Regions from separate parts of the Mus musculus genome. Here all the other regions are linked to region 5. The links are chromatin contacts, called in public Hi-C and promoter capture Hi-C maps. All regions are on one chromosome and are shown on one strand. The core of a region is the stretch at or near the end of the contact, and the rest is flanking DNA. Distances in the headings are between cores, read along the strand shown.

Region 1 (2,700 bases), core at 195-2,694, 640 kb after region 5:
GGTACTCCCACCCATCAGCCACCCTAAACCCCTACATGGGTCTTACTTACGCATCTCCCAAGAAAAGGTTGGGCCAGACCTCATTGATGTGGGTCAGTGTGGCAGTCCGACGGACCCACAGCAATCGCTGCAGAGAGGCCAGTGTGGGTGGCTGGTAGGGGGACACCTGGACTGCCCCATGAATCTTTGGCCTCCGAAGTTCCTGCTTCTGTAGCGAGTCCATTCTGGGAACAGAGTAAACAGGACAGTAGCTGGAACAGGCTCCCCAAGCGTGGGTCCAGTGGACAGGGAGACCTGTGTTGCAGTACCAGGAGCCAGTGGGATGCTGTGGGGGCCAGCCTCAGCTATGCTGAATGAGGCTATTACCCGGCTCAGCTGGCCTGGAACCTAGAACCTTTTCCCTGGGAACAAGGAGAACTAGAACTCTCTTGTCAATTCCATGGCGCTAAGCGTACCTTTCCTGAGGCAACGGATGTTAGAAATGTTGGTCTTAGGGACCGTGGGGAATCTCTGTAGGGCTAATCTGTGCAGACCGTACCCCTTTAGTCACTGGAAACCCCAGCTGGCGGAGGCTCTTGGAGAGGACCTAGGATGTCCCTCCAAAGCCAGGCAGCTCATCTGTAGCTCCCACCCTGGCTGTTTCTAAGGCTGATGCTAGAGGAGGTCAAAGCACTGTCCAGGGTTACAGTCCAGCCACAAGTGGGCATTAGTCAGCTTGTTCACACCAAGTGAGCTGGTGTCGCTCATAAGCAGGCTGTATCCCTTGTGCTGTGTTCCATGTTTCACACTGACACCAATGACAAATGACAAATGGCTAAAGACTACCCTGAGCTTGATATCCAGTGTGTGCCTTCAGTTCATTCCCCAAGCCTTCCAGTTGCCAGAGGGTGGTCACCAACTGATGTGTCTCCTCTAGGGAGCTGTCAGGGATGAGCTACACATCCACTTACAGGCCCCGGGCTTTTTTCCTCCTTACCCTTGTGGTTCAGGCCAGTACACCTGTACAGGCCTCACCCGGAAGGAGTGGGTTATGTCTGGAGTCATCTGGCTTAGTCCATCTGGGCCCTTGCAGAGCTGAGGTGTCAGAGGCACCAGAACCTGAGCCTGGTACCTTAGAGGGAAGGGGAACCTACCTTGGTCAACTACCCCTGGTCCCCTCAAAGAGTAACTCGAGTAGGTACAGACTGGGTAGAATGCCTTTTCCCTCTGGCAGGCACTGCCAAAACCAGAAAAAGAGATGGGCACCCAGGAGGCCACTGGCTTGGCCACACTCACCCAGCCAGTGGATGATGAGCTGGGTGGAAGAGAGGGCCGGCCTTTCTCCCTCATCCCCCTCTGTGACCTCTCTGGCAGGCTGAGTGGCCTGCCACCTACCTAGGGCATGGTCTGGGGCCAGGAATGGGGGACTAGGTGCAGGGGCAGGCTGAGTGGAACAGTCCTAAAGCAGGTTCCATCCAGAACACAAATGCTGTTATGCGCCTAGAATTCCAGGTCCATGCATGTGAGCCAATGGGGATGTGGGGCAAGATGAAGACAGACCTGAGCTGCGGGGACAGGAGCAGTGGCCTAACATCTCTCCCTGGTGTCTCTGCTATTGAAAACACTTGTCCTGAAGATGGGGACCACCTGAAGAGATGCCTAGGGAACAGACTCCCCTTAAAATTTGACAAGGATATATCCTGGGACCTAGGCAAGTTTTCATTCCTATCTGGGCCTTAGTTTCTTTTCTCTGCTCTCTGGTATTCTGCTGGCTGCAAGAGAAGGGAATGACGCTATATGAAGTAACACCAGGGAAAGGAATATTAGGGTGGAGGATCTCTGAATCCAGGGAAGTCCAATAGCCACTCTGGCCTGAGGCCACCAGCTAGACTCCTCCAGCTATGAGTGGAACTAGACAGGGATTTCGGGAAACCGTAGGCCCCTCACAGGCCTGCTCAATTTGGCATGGGGTAAGTCTGCCCTCTAGTGGCCAGTGGCTGCTAGGCAGCCCAACTGTGTCCCAGGAGCTCGGTGGTGGGGATTAGGGGATGTCCTTAACTTCCCTGGTCTAACTCAGACCTGTAGGAAAGATTTTTCTTAGACTTAGGGTTTCCTGGTCAGGTCCTACTTAGGGCTATATGTAGCCCAGCTATCTGCTCTGGTCCACTGAGGGTTCCTTTCACCTATCAGAGCCAGGCCCAGCAGCTCACTCAGTGAGCCATTCCTTAAGCTTTAGGCACCCCCCCCAAAAGAAAGCCCAGGGATTCTGCTACCCCCTGGTGTAGGGAGGGCCCAGCTATGTCAGAAGGAGCCATGGCTGAATGTCTTGTAGGATCAGGCCCCTGTTCACATTCATGATAGTCCTCCCGTGGCTCTCTAGTGCTACCTGGCTTCTACTTCCCTGAAACTTCAGCAGAGAAGTTGCTTCTGTCAACAGTGGCTTTCTTGCCCACACTGCCTCTGTATACAGAGCTACACATACTTACCTTTTGTTGGCACTAGTAGCATCTCTAGCTTGCTCTCTGTTGTCTGTCTTTCAGTTTGTCCCAGGATAGCCTTCTAGAATACCACCCTGCATACCTCGGGCCTTGCTCAGCAGCCTGGGACGTGGCAGCTGTTTGCCACCTACCTCTTTAGCTGTAACCTCAGAACACATTTCTCCTGGTCTCCTCTGCTGTTCCCTCTCTGTCTCCCCTCTTCTCTTAGGGAGCACAGACCAAG
Region 2 (2,700 bases), core at 191-2,690, 610 kb after region 5:
TGAGTTCCAGGTCAGCTTGGGCTACAGCGTGAGAGACACTGTCTCAAAAACCTCAAATCAAAAACAGACAACAACAACAGTAGGGTACTGGGCACAAGGAAACACTTGCAAAAGTCCTGTGGCTGCTGAAAGGAGCCCCGTCCTGTCCCCAAGTGCAAGCTGCTAAGTCTCGTAGTTTAGGAAGAAAGCAAACAAATCGAAGCCCAAAGTCCAGCCTTGGGCCTTAGCACAGCCCTCTGCTCTTTATCATGGGATAGAAAGTAGTCAGGCACACGAAGTCTACCTTCACACGGACCCCAGTGCTATCTCCAGTCCAGCTGTTACCCCAGGCCTGAAACACCCTCAGCCAAGACATCTGGCCCACTGATGGTGAGAGACCATTGCCTCTCCTCTGTTCCTTAGCAGACCTGCCTTAGCTCCTGAGGTAGCTTCCGTGCTGCCTGGCCTTCCCTAATTCTCCTCTGACCTCCTACCTTCTCCATGCCCAGAGTACTCCCTCAGAAGCCCCTCCAGTCCTGCTGCCACTAAATGTCAGAGTCTTCCAAATTGTCCATAGGACCCATACAGTGAGAACAAGGAGGGGCCACCGGGGAAATAGCAAAGCAGCACAAAGAATGTGACACGTGAGGGTCCCCCAGGGGCTGGTGGCCTCTTCACACTCGACCCTCATGTCCCCTTCTCAGGGTACTTTCAGCTTCTGAACTGTCAGTGCCTTGTAGTCCCAACAGCTATTGAATTCCAAGCCTACCAGTGACTACTGGGGCCACGGGACAAGAGCACTGGATCTAATGGGAGAGCCTGGTCTGAGGTACGGGTTATCCTCTCCCTTCCTACCTCATATGGTGCTGTCATAGGCGAATAGCTCCATCTCTCCATCACCCAGCCTCCTCATCTCCACTGGGGTGCTTCCATCCCCAGCCCATGTTCCCCTCAGGATTGGAAAATTCTTTAAAGAGTATCTTACTTTGAATGAGGCTTAAGATTGCCAGGACACTGGAGCCTTGAGTAGCGTTTGTAATTTGTGCTGCCCTACACATGATCCGAGGGAATCTGATGCCTCTATTTCCCCTGCTCCATGATATGAATACCATACAGAGCATCCAAAGGCTCAGACGGGACCCAAGAGCTTTAACCCATTAGGTTATCCCTTAGAAATCATCACAGGAACTCATAATTTAGAGACAAGAAACGAGAAAGCAATTCAGTGTTGCCTCTATTGAATGCTGGGATAGCAAGGAGCCTTTCGTACTAAAAGGATGTTCTCTACAGCTTCAGAAACTGTGGAAGTAAGATTTCCAATCCCCACAGCCATTTTCTTAAAGAACGCTTGGCTACACCCCGTAGGCAATAGTCTTCCCATTCAAGGGCCTTACCTGTGTGCCCCAAGTGCCTGGCTGGGCTAAGAGGTACCAGTCCGAAGGGTGTGTGGCAGCCTTACACTAACCCTCCAGAGCAGCTCAGAGGGCCTATTTTTAGGGTCAGATCTGCTGACACTGACCTTGCATGCTGTCCAGTGTGAGAGGAGACCCGTGGCATTTGTTTGCAAAATGATTCCCCAGTGTGACCTGAAACCCTTGACTCAAGCAGTCCTGTACCTGGAGGCCACATGTTTGTCTCTGGCTCAGCCACAGATACAGGACATGTGGCCGCCAGGATGGCGACAGATGGGTAATTCCCCAGCTTTGTTTTCTTACACTGGATGAAGCGAGGTGTCTGCAGGCCCTCTAAGGGCTCTGTCTCAGAATGATGACCGGGCTGGGGGCCGGGGATGGGAGGGTTGCCTGCTGACACAGAGCCATAGGAGGCCTCAGGGTTCACAGCATGAAGATCTCTGCCCTCTACCGCAGCTCTCTCTGAGAGTTTGGAGAGCTATCTCTTGGGGATGGATGGAATGGACATCGCATCACGAAGAATGATCGATGAATCCCTGAGAAAGAGTCCCTGTGGGCAAACACTGTGCAGGTAGCACTTCCTGCAAAACAACCCCCAAGTCCCCAGCTTTTCTGGAGTTCAGTGAGGACAGTGCTCACAATTCTACCCTCTTATGTAATTATGAGCCTGTGCACCACACACACACACACACACACACACACACACACACACACACACACAGAGAGAGAGAGAGAGAGAGAGAGAGAGTTGTTTAAGATAGCCAGATACTATGTAGATGGATTGACGATAGACCAATGAGAGAAACATTTCTTAGCATCTAAGACGAAAGATGTAGTAAAGTCAAATGGAGCCAAGAGAAGAATTTGAGGACTGTTATGATTTGAGTATGAAATGTTTTTCATAGGCTGGTGGAACTGTTTTGAGAAATTGTGGAATCTTTAAGAGGTAGGGCCGAGGCTGGAGAAAGTGAGAGTCACTGGGCAAGGAGGGGTAGGGTGTGGTGATGGTCTGACGGGTATGCCATATCTAACTCAGATGGAGCACTCTGTTTCCCATCTATCATGAGCTGCCAGCAAACCATCCCGTCCCCACCTTGGTAGACCATATCCCCCCAACTGTGAGCAAAAGCAAACCGTTTAAGGTGTCAGGATGAGAAAAGCATCGGATATAGAGGGACTGTTGATTATCACCTCCGTGAGCAAGACCCTAAGCGGTGAACTAGACAAATGGCGGGCTTCTCCACTCTCTCAGTCCTTCATACATTATATTTTGCTAGACATAGTGGCTCACATCTTTAATCCCAGCACT
Region 3 (2,700 bases), core at 184-2,683, 710 kb after region 5:
GGAGACTGGAGTGTGACACTCTGAGAGAGAGCAGTGGAGACTGGAGTGTGACACTCTGAGAGAGAGCAGTGGAGACTGGAGTGTGACACTCTGAGAGAGAGCAGTGGAGACTGGAGTGTGACACTCAGAGAGAGAGCAGTGGAGACTGGAGTGTGACACTCTGAGAGAGAGCAGTGGAGACTGGAGTGTGACACTCTGAGAGAGAGCAGTGGAGACTGGAGTGTGACACTCTGAGAGAGAGCAGTGGAGACTGGAGTGTGACACTCTGAGAGAGAAACGCTGCCCCACCCCCACCCCAGACTCAGGGGTCTGAGCACTTGGTCCCCAGTTGGTGGTGATTTGGGGGGAGGCTTAAGAGGTGTGGCCTTGTTTTTTTGTTTTTGTTTTTCTGAGACAGGGTTTCTCTGTGTAGCCCTGGCTGTCCTGGAACTCACCAGGCTGGCCTCGAACTCAGAAATCCGCCTGCCTCTGCCTCCCAAGTGCTGGGATTAAAGGTGCTCTCTTCACTTCTTAACATCCCAGAGTATTATTCTTTCTGGAAAGGCCTATGGTCTCTTGGGAGAACCAACTCGGATTTCATCCTGGGTAGAATAGCATTAAGATAATGCTATTGTAAATGGGGGAAAGAAAGGCCATTTAAAGTGAATAGAGACTGCTTCCCCAACTTTACTTACAGCACAATATTTAACTTAGTCATCCACCGTCATTGAAAATATCTTCTCCAATTGTTTTCCCTGACCACCTGGAAAAGGCCAAGCCCTGTCTAGTCCTTGGGAGAGTTGAAAAGATACAATTGCTCGATCCATTTTAAAAGTTTTATGAGAATAGTGTTGACACCCATCTACCTGCCAGCATCGTTTACTGGCCCTACCATCTTCTGTAAGATTCCAAGAATATCTGTCCTGGATGGAGGACTGACACCACTGTAGCTGTGTAAGATCAAAGATGGAAGATGTTTGAATGTCAGTGTGATAACTGGTGCTTTGGGGATTAAAACATGACATGCTTGCCCTCAACAATCTTCCAGTTGCTGTGTGTGAAAGACAAAAGCTTCGTTGGTACTGCCAACTAGTCACTGCCCTCGGTCCAGCCGGGCTGTCCTGGACACTCGTGAGTCATCAGCCAAGGCCTGGGTGTGACTGCTTACTCAACCTTGCCTGTCACCATGCCTCAGAGCCAGGAAAGGCATTAAGTAATGGCCACTGTGGCCATACGCTCCTCACCCTGCTGCTTCATAAAAATCAAGTAGTTGCCTCTTCTTTCCAGAAGCGCCCAATCTAGAATAGTATACCGTGCTTCCTTGCTTTCCAGAACTCTCTTTAAGATTGCATCAAACATGCCTAAATCCTGTACAGTGAGCTCTCTTTATTTCTGCTCCCCTATTCACCAGTATGTAGTCTCTCACTTCAGGAAGCTTATTGAAACCTCCCCTGTTTAGCTAAGGTGTTCTCTGTAATCTTTGTTTGGCAAGTATTGACATTTCAGATAGCCAGAGTGCTAGAACCAAAAAACAAATAGTAAGCAGGAGCCAGGTGTGTCATGGCACACAGCTGATATCCCTCACCTGACATCCCAGGTGTGTCATGGCACACAGCTGACATCTCACGGGCAGACAGGTCACAAGTTTGAGATCATCCTTAGCTACATAATAAACTGTTTCAAAAATTCCAGAAAGAGTCAAAAACAAGACAAGACTAAACAAACCCAAACCTACAGAGATGGGGGAGTTGGCTCAGCAGTACTTCTGTAGCCCCCACACTGGGGAGATAGGGACATGAGGATTCATGCAGCTTACTGGCCAACCTGCCTATCTGATTCAGTGAGAGACCTAAAAAAAGAAAGAAAGAAAGAAAGAAAGAAAGAAAGAAAGAAAGAAAGAAAGAAAGAAAGAAAGAAAGAAAGAAAAGCAAGCAAGCAAGCAAGCAAGCAAGCGGGGCTGGAGAGATGGCTCAGAGGCACTGACTGCTCTTCCAGAGGTCCTGAATTCAATTCCCAGCAACCACATGGTGGCTCACACCACCTGAAATGGGATTCGATGCCCTCTTCTGGTGTGTCTGAAGATAGTGTGCTCATATACATAAAATAAATAAATTTAAAAGGGGGGGAGCAAAGAACGGTTGAAGAAGATAGCCAGTAGCCTTTGTCTTACACACACACACACACACACACACACACACACACGCACGTGAACACACACTTGTATCAGCACAGACACAAGCACACCCCACATGAACACATCATGAACCACACATCATTGTAAACAGAAAACTGGCAAAAGGGTAGAGGGCTGGAAAAGGCACCTGTTACTTGAAGTGGCAGCAAGGAAAGTGACATTTAGAGAGGCTTGAAATGGCAACAGGTGCACTGGCCTCTGTTGTAACCAGAACCAGCTTTGCTGGGTAGTTTTATGTCTACTTGACACTAAAGTCATTTGAGAGAAGGGAACCTCACTTGAGAAGATAACTCTATAAGATCAGGCTGTGAGCAAGCCTATAGGACATTTTCTTAATTTGTGATTGATAGAGAAGGTCTCAGCCCATTATAGAAGTGGCCATCCCTGGGCTGGTGGTCCTGTGTTCTATAAGAAAGCAGGCTGAAGCCAGGCATGGTGGTGCACGCCTTTAATCCCAGCATTTAGGAGGCAGAGGCAGGTGGATTGCTGAGTTCGAGGCCAGCCTGGTCTACAAAAGTGAGTTCCAG
Region 4 (2,700 bases), core at 20-2,519, 580 kb after region 5:
TGACTTAGTCCTTGTCACATACACAAAGACAATGGTGCCTTAGTATGAACAATGTCACATGCATCAAATATACAAATAATCATTGCTTACACTGGGGAGGGGGCAGGCGATTGATTCCCTTAAAAATGATGTACAAGCAACCAGGTCCCTCAGGCCTCCACTTGGTGGCGCTCTAGAGCCCACCCAGGACACCCGTTGGCCCTGTCTCATTTCAGCTTTGACTTAAACCTTGTTATCATTGTCCCTGCCTTGCAGATGGAGAGACAGGTTCAGGAGGTGCAATTTCAATTTCTTGCCAGAGGTCACCCACAATACTAATGCCAGAAGTATCTTAATGCAAAACTGTGTTGGAGGCCCTTTCTGTGCCACTGTGCTCTGAGGTTTGGCTCTCGGCGCTCTCTCTCTCTCTCTCTCTCTCTCTCTCTCTCTCTCTCTCTCTCTCTCTCTCCCCACCCCCACTGTTTCCCATGGCTGAGTGACTCTCTACTGATATTCATCTAGCTGGCTGGGCTATCTGTGGCTGTGTGACCAAAGTGATGCCCTGACTTTCTGCTTCTCAGCCTGATAGCTGGAGAGATAAACAGGAAGTTGCCTGTGGACAGTTTCTTCATGGGCATGGCTCTCTGACCTTTTTAGCTCTCCCTTCTTCGTGGGACCAAGCCCAGACAAGGGAAAGAAGCCAAGACAACATAAGAAATGAAAGAATCAGGGGCTGGAGAGATGGCTCAGCGGTTAAGAGCACTGACTACTCTTCTGAAGGTCCTGAGTTCAAATCCCAGTAACCACATGATACCTCACTACCATCCATGATGAAATCTGATGCCCTCTTCTGGTGTGTCTGAAGACAGCTACAGTATACTTACATATAATAAATAAACAAATCTTAAAAAAAAAGAAAGAAAGAAAGAAAGGAAGGAAGGAAGGAAGAAAGAATCCACACACAGTTAGTTCTACTTTTCTCACTCCAAGTGGGATGGGAAGTCCTAGGCACCATGACCAGCTGCAAGGACCACTGATGTGCTGGGGGCTGGCACAGAGGTGCTCTCCACCTCCTCACAATTAGTGCCTTTCTCTGTCTACCCCAGCCAGCAAGGAGGGCAGGCCGCAACCCCCTGTGTCATTAAGGGGGCGCTGGTCCACATTTTCATCCAGCGTGACCATCCACGCAGATGAGCATCTACCTCTGGCGTTCTAATCCCAATAGAGTGTTCCAGACAGATGCTGCCTGGCCCCTGGCCAGCTCTGCTGACAACCGATGTGCTCCTTCCTCTCCTGTCACAGCTAAGCACTTGTAACAGATGAAAGCTGTAACCTATTAAGCTTTGGGGAACCTAAAGTCTGTGGAGAGAAAGCAGAGAGGAAGAAGACGGGGAAGGAAGATGGGGGGGGGAAGGAGAGAAGGGGGCTCTCAGCTCTGACGGAACTCTTAGAGCCAAATGTGGTTCTCATTAATGCTGTCAGCCTGGAGAAAGAGGCCCACTACCCCAGGGCAAGAGTGGGTTGTTCTCTGGAGGTCTCAGGTGCCCCTGGGCCCCACCAATTTCCTGTCACCAGAACCTCGGAGTCCTGTTCCCTCTTGGCTCTGGGGCTCTGCCAAGTCCCACTGTTGAGGCCCAGTGTTGGTGGCAGAAAACAGGGGTAGTGAGGGAGGCCTGTTCTCAGTCCTTGTCTGAACTTCAAGAAACCCAGAGGCCTGTGACCCTGACACCAGCCTCTCTGCAGGGTCCTGAGGTAAGGGAGAGCTGTTGGGACTGTTTTCTGGTTCAGTTCACAGCTGACTCCTGGGTAACCTCAGTTACCCTGGGCAATCTTCTGGGTAATTTATGGGTTGTTTGTTTGTGTGCTTTTGAGACAGGGTCCTGCAGCATCTCTGAGGCCTGGCCTTGAACTCTTAATCGTCCTGCTTCTGCCTCCCTGGATGGCTGGAGTCTCGGGTTTGCACCAGGGTACCTAGTGCCCATGCACTTACTTCATACATTTTATTGTAGTCAATTCTTGAAACTACCCAGTGGCTTCAGTCAAACTGTCATCACCATTCTACAGATGAGGTCGTGGAAGGAGATACGGAGAAGTGGCTCGTCCCAGTTGCACGGCCAGTGAATGGCAGACCTCGATCCAAGCCCAGGCAGTGTGACATCGAAGCCCGGAACTTCCCTGTGCTTGCTGCCCTTGTGTGAGCCAGATAAAGGTTTTACACATAATATGTACCTCTGCTACACGCAATTTGTGCTATTATTTTCTATTCTTTCTATTCAATTAAAAAAGCAGAAAAGGAACAGTGGGCACATCCACCATTTTGCTTTTATGACCCACTGATAAGGTTGCAGTCTATGTCTGAAAAATGCTGGCTTCAGAAAAATATTTACCAGAAGGAAAGATGCCATAATTGTATGAAAAAAAAGTTTAAATTCAAGATTTCTAATGTACCTACCTGAGCATGGTAGTTCATAACTATAAGGCAGAGGTATCAGGGCTATCATGAATTCAAGGTTTGAGGCCAGCTTGGTTTACAAAATAAAACCTTATCTCAAAATAAACTTTCAAAAACTCTACCTCATCCAACTACTTGTTTTCAGCGGTGACCAAAAGGTGAGCTTCTATCACTCAAATCAGATATATCAGGAGCCTGTGGGATGGTTCCCTGGGGAAAACTGCTTACTGGGCAAGCTAATGACCTGAGTCCCATCCCCAGAACCCACT
Region 5 (2,700 bases), core at 11-2,510:
AGTACTTCAACTCACTAAAGTCACAATAGCCTAGTCTATACAATTATTAACCTTACCGATAGGTGCTTTTGACCTCCTTACTTATGAATGTGGGTTATTGCTCACTGCTGTGACTTTACTGTTGTTGTGGGGATACTTGGGATGCTTTTGCTGCAGAGACACCCATGCCGCTATTGGTATTTTATTTATAAATTGCCCTGTGAAGAGCTCTGTCATAGTTTTGTTTCTCAGATCTACCTTCAAAAATTTAAATAAATGTCTTCTAAAAATGCTCACCAAAAGTAGTTATGGAAGGAGGCTAAGGAAGGAGAAATACTGAGCTTATTAGCAGGAGATAGTCATGCAAACCCAAGGGATATATGAGTTTATGACAAGAGCTTGTTATTTATACCAGACGCACTAGAAACATAGTGAAATAAGCCTTAACAGAGTTCATTTTACTTGACAGTAGAATACCACTGGTGACCCCAGCTAGGTAGATCACAGTGGAGTGGTGGGAAGAGAAGCCAGAACAAACCATTGATAGAAAAGCAATGGGAAGTGTAACGGGCCAGTTTGTAGATGTGGCCAAGAGCCCAGCAGTGACACATTCTGAAAGATCCTGAAGAATAGAACACTACAGGCTTTATATATTCAGGCTTAAAATCTAGTTGAACTCTGTTCTTTCAGATTCTCTAATTTTATTTCATATCTGCTTTGCTGACGAGAAGCTAAAACACTACTTCATAAATCCTGTAACTTTTGGCTGATGTTTTCATCTTAGCTGTGTGATTCACTCTTGCTCTGTTTCTTTATAAGCCTCCTGAATGTTGGCTGAGCAGCTGTCTGCAAATTGTTATAATGGTTAATACTTTTGCCCTTCCTCCGTTTCTAGTCAGTCAATCAACCTCTCTCTCTTTCTCTCTCTCTCTCTCTCTCTCTCTTTCTCTCTCTCTCTCTCTTTCTCTCTCTCTCTCTCTCTCTCTCTCTTTTGTTTTATGTAAACTACAGACAGAATACATTATCAGACAGTCTCCTAGGAAGCATCGTGAATTGTCAAGTTGTAGAAGAAAGATAAAATCAGGCAAGATGAGGATGGAGAAAGTTTTCAGATCAGCTAGAAAACTGGTAGGCGTCAGGCCAGAGAAGGGAACACAGCAGAGAGACTGCTGCAAAGCTTTGGCTAACCTCTGCCAAGAGCACATTCCCTTGGTGTTTCCCACTCAGTGGTGAGGACCAGGGCGACTCAGCAGGCTGAGCCTCACTTAGCAGTTTGATCAAAACAGGCGACTTTCTGCCTGCTGCTTGTCCAGTGTGGGTCCTTTCTTCCGGTCCCCTTTGGTTCTTTTCAAGTTCTTACTTTGACGGCTTAGAAGATAATGTTGTTTATGAGGAAAGTCATGAGGCGAGATGAGAAGGGGCCACGACAGTAGAGGAACAGATAAAAACTGCTTTTTTTCCTCATCATATAAAGAGGAAACAGTATTTCCTTTCATGCCACTGCCAATGTTATACATCATATAACTTCATCTTCCTTTTTTGCTTGCTGAATTGTGAGGCCTAAGAGACAAGAAAGTTTCTCTCTTAGCACAGAAGGAAAGAGGCACTGACTAAAAACCTTTTGTATGATGTGTCTTGTACTTTGTGAATGTCCCACACAGCTACTTCAGACTTTTAGATGTTTATAGTCCATAAACATGAATTGATAAACAGATGCTCTCACACACATTAATATTTTGATCTTTGTAACTGAATAAAACTAATGAATCACTTTTTTTGTGAATCCTAATTATGGTGAATCTATATAACAATCTACAAAAATCCAGAAGCGCCAGCCTCTTTTCCTTGTTAAAGCTTTGTGTTCCTTTTGCTTTTAAATCCTGTGTACTTTTATCCTTGTGTAGTTCATTCTGCATATTAACATATTTCATGAATATTGATCACCCTATGTTTCTGCAGTAAAAATCTATATGTAAATCTAATTCTGAAGCTTCTCTATCATTAGATTCTGTTCCACACACAGTAAAGCACACAAATGCATTAGATTGTGAATAATTAAATAAAAGAAATATGGTGATCAGAAACACAGCTTTTACATGAGATGAGGAAACTGTTTCTAAAGCTTTTGTTCAACTGGCTTACTCTTGTGGATAAATAATATTCATTGCTTCACTGAGGTAGTGTTCTGCTTTGCTGTGTGTATATGCGGTACCAGGGGTTGAGTATCTGGCCAAGTGTCCAAGCCTAACTTTTCTCCTCAAACTTACAAAAGACAGCATCTTGCTAACTTTGCACACGTAGACCTGCTTCTGCCTCCTTACTGCTAAGATTACAAGTGTTCACAAGACTTTACGTCTTTCCCAGTACAGTTAATTGTGCTACCTGACCAGCGTGTCCCCATTGCTTGTTGGATTGAGAGAGAATTTTCAGCAGTGCCAGTTATTTGAACACTGTCATCAACAGTTGCATGTCAGCAGATTATTTGATTAAGCTCTTGGGTAGTACTGAAAGCAAAACTGAGAAGCCACCAGGCTAGCTGACTACAGATATCAGAGACAGGAAATTCTGGGAGATATACTTTGAAAAGCTACTTAAGGCTCTTGCTTCCCACCTCCCCTAACCTCCAGTGCTGGGCATCAAACCTAGGGCTTCGTGCAGTTAGGTGGGCTCACTTCTAGTCATCTGGGTCATGAGAGAATTGAGTGAGATGTCCCAACCTGA

The links. Promoter capture Hi-C pulls out the DNA fragments that hold promoters and counts their contacts. A called contact is a pair of places that touch in the nucleus more often than the background predicts.
Region 1: a contact with region 5 is called in a Hi-C map of bone marrow-derived macrophages, with 16 read pairs. The contact joins the promoter of Dusp13 here to the enhancer-like site in region 5. A contact is called at or near these places in 18 of 39 promoter capture datasets (3T3-L1-derived adipocytes, the C10 cell line, the HPC-7 cell line and 15 more), 17 of 484 Hi-C or Micro-C datasets (CD8 T cells, the G1E-ER4 cell line, Sertoli cells and 14 more), 27 of 115 datasets of contacts at active chromatin or transcription factors (the 230-238 cell line, CD8 T cells, the HPC-7 cell line and 20 more) and 4 of 9 other capture datasets (adipose tissue, embryonic stem cells, liver and 1 more).
Region 2: a promoter capture Hi-C map of embryonic stem cells shows a contact between it and region 5, with 5 times the contacts expected there. The contact joins the promoter of Dupd1 here to the enhancer-like site in region 5. A contact is called at or near these places in 10 of 39 promoter capture datasets (the C10 cell line, the HPC-7 cell line, cranial neural crest and 6 more), 1 of 484 Hi-C or Micro-C datasets (bone marrow-derived macrophages) and 4 of 115 datasets of contacts at active chromatin or transcription factors (embryonic basal ganglia, embryonic stem cells, fibro-adipogenic progenitors and 1 more).
Region 3: a Hi-C map of bone marrow-derived macrophages shows a contact between it and region 5, with 11 read pairs. The contact joins two enhancer-like sites. A contact is called at or near these places in 7 of 39 promoter capture datasets (the C10 cell line, cranial neural crest, frontonasal cranial neural crest and 4 more), 1 of 484 Hi-C or Micro-C datasets (bone marrow-derived macrophages) and 2 of 115 datasets of contacts at active chromatin or transcription factors (embryonic stem cells and pancreatic cancer cells).
Region 4: a contact with region 5 is called in a Hi-C map of bone marrow-derived macrophages, with 14 read pairs. The contact joins two enhancer-like sites. A contact is called at or near these places in 1 of 484 Hi-C or Micro-C datasets (bone marrow-derived macrophages), 7 of 115 datasets of contacts at active chromatin or transcription factors (T-cell acute lymphoblastic leukemia, embryonic basal ganglia, embryonic forebrain and 4 more) and 2 of 9 other capture datasets (embryonic stem cells and embryonic tail).

Annotation. Positions count from the first base shown.
Region 1 is chr14:21,740,054-21,742,753 of GRCm38.p6, forward strand. It overlaps Dusp13 (dual specificity phosphatase 13), which reads right to left and starts at 1,445. Exons shown (of 4, transcript NM_001374075.1): 1 at 977-1,445; 2 at 51-224. The coding sequence starts at 1,329.
Region 2 is chr14:21,713,136-21,715,835 of GRCm38.p6, forward strand. It overlaps Dupd1 (dual specificity phosphatase and pro isomerase domain containing 1), which reads right to left and starts at 1,441. Exons shown (of 4, transcript NM_001013826.2): 1 at 1,374-1,441.
Region 3 is chr14:21,807,273-21,809,972 of GRCm38.p6, forward strand. No RefSeq gene overlaps it. Among named protein-coding and RNA genes, the nearest start is that of Gm23502, 4.1 kb to the right of the region's middle. Within about 2 kb of position 1,434, at least 83 of the 459 cell types and tissues checked have an H3K27ac peak or open chromatin away from gene starts, as enhancers often do. A contact at or near this core is called in bone marrow-derived macrophages, where this site is marked.
Region 4 is chr14:21,678,517-21,681,216 of GRCm38.p6, forward strand. The region is part of intron 3 of Dupd1 (dual specificity phosphatase and pro isomerase domain containing 1); the gene reads right to left. Among named protein-coding and RNA genes, the nearest start is that of Dupd1, 35 kb to the right of the region's middle. Within about 2 kb of position 1,270, at least 55 of the 459 cell types and tissues checked have an H3K27ac peak or open chromatin away from gene starts, as enhancers often do. A contact at or near this core is called in bone marrow-derived macrophages, where this site is marked.
Region 5 is chr14:21,100,466-21,103,165 of GRCm38.p6, forward strand. The region is part of intron 2 of Adk (adenosine kinase); the gene reads left to right. Among named protein-coding and RNA genes, the nearest start is that of Adk, 49 kb to the left of the region's middle. Within about 2 kb of position 1,261, at least 84 of the 459 cell types and tissues checked have an H3K27ac peak or open chromatin away from gene starts, as enhancers often do. A contact at or near this core is called in CD8 T cells, the G1E-ER4 cell line, the HPC-7 cell line and 12 more, where this site is marked.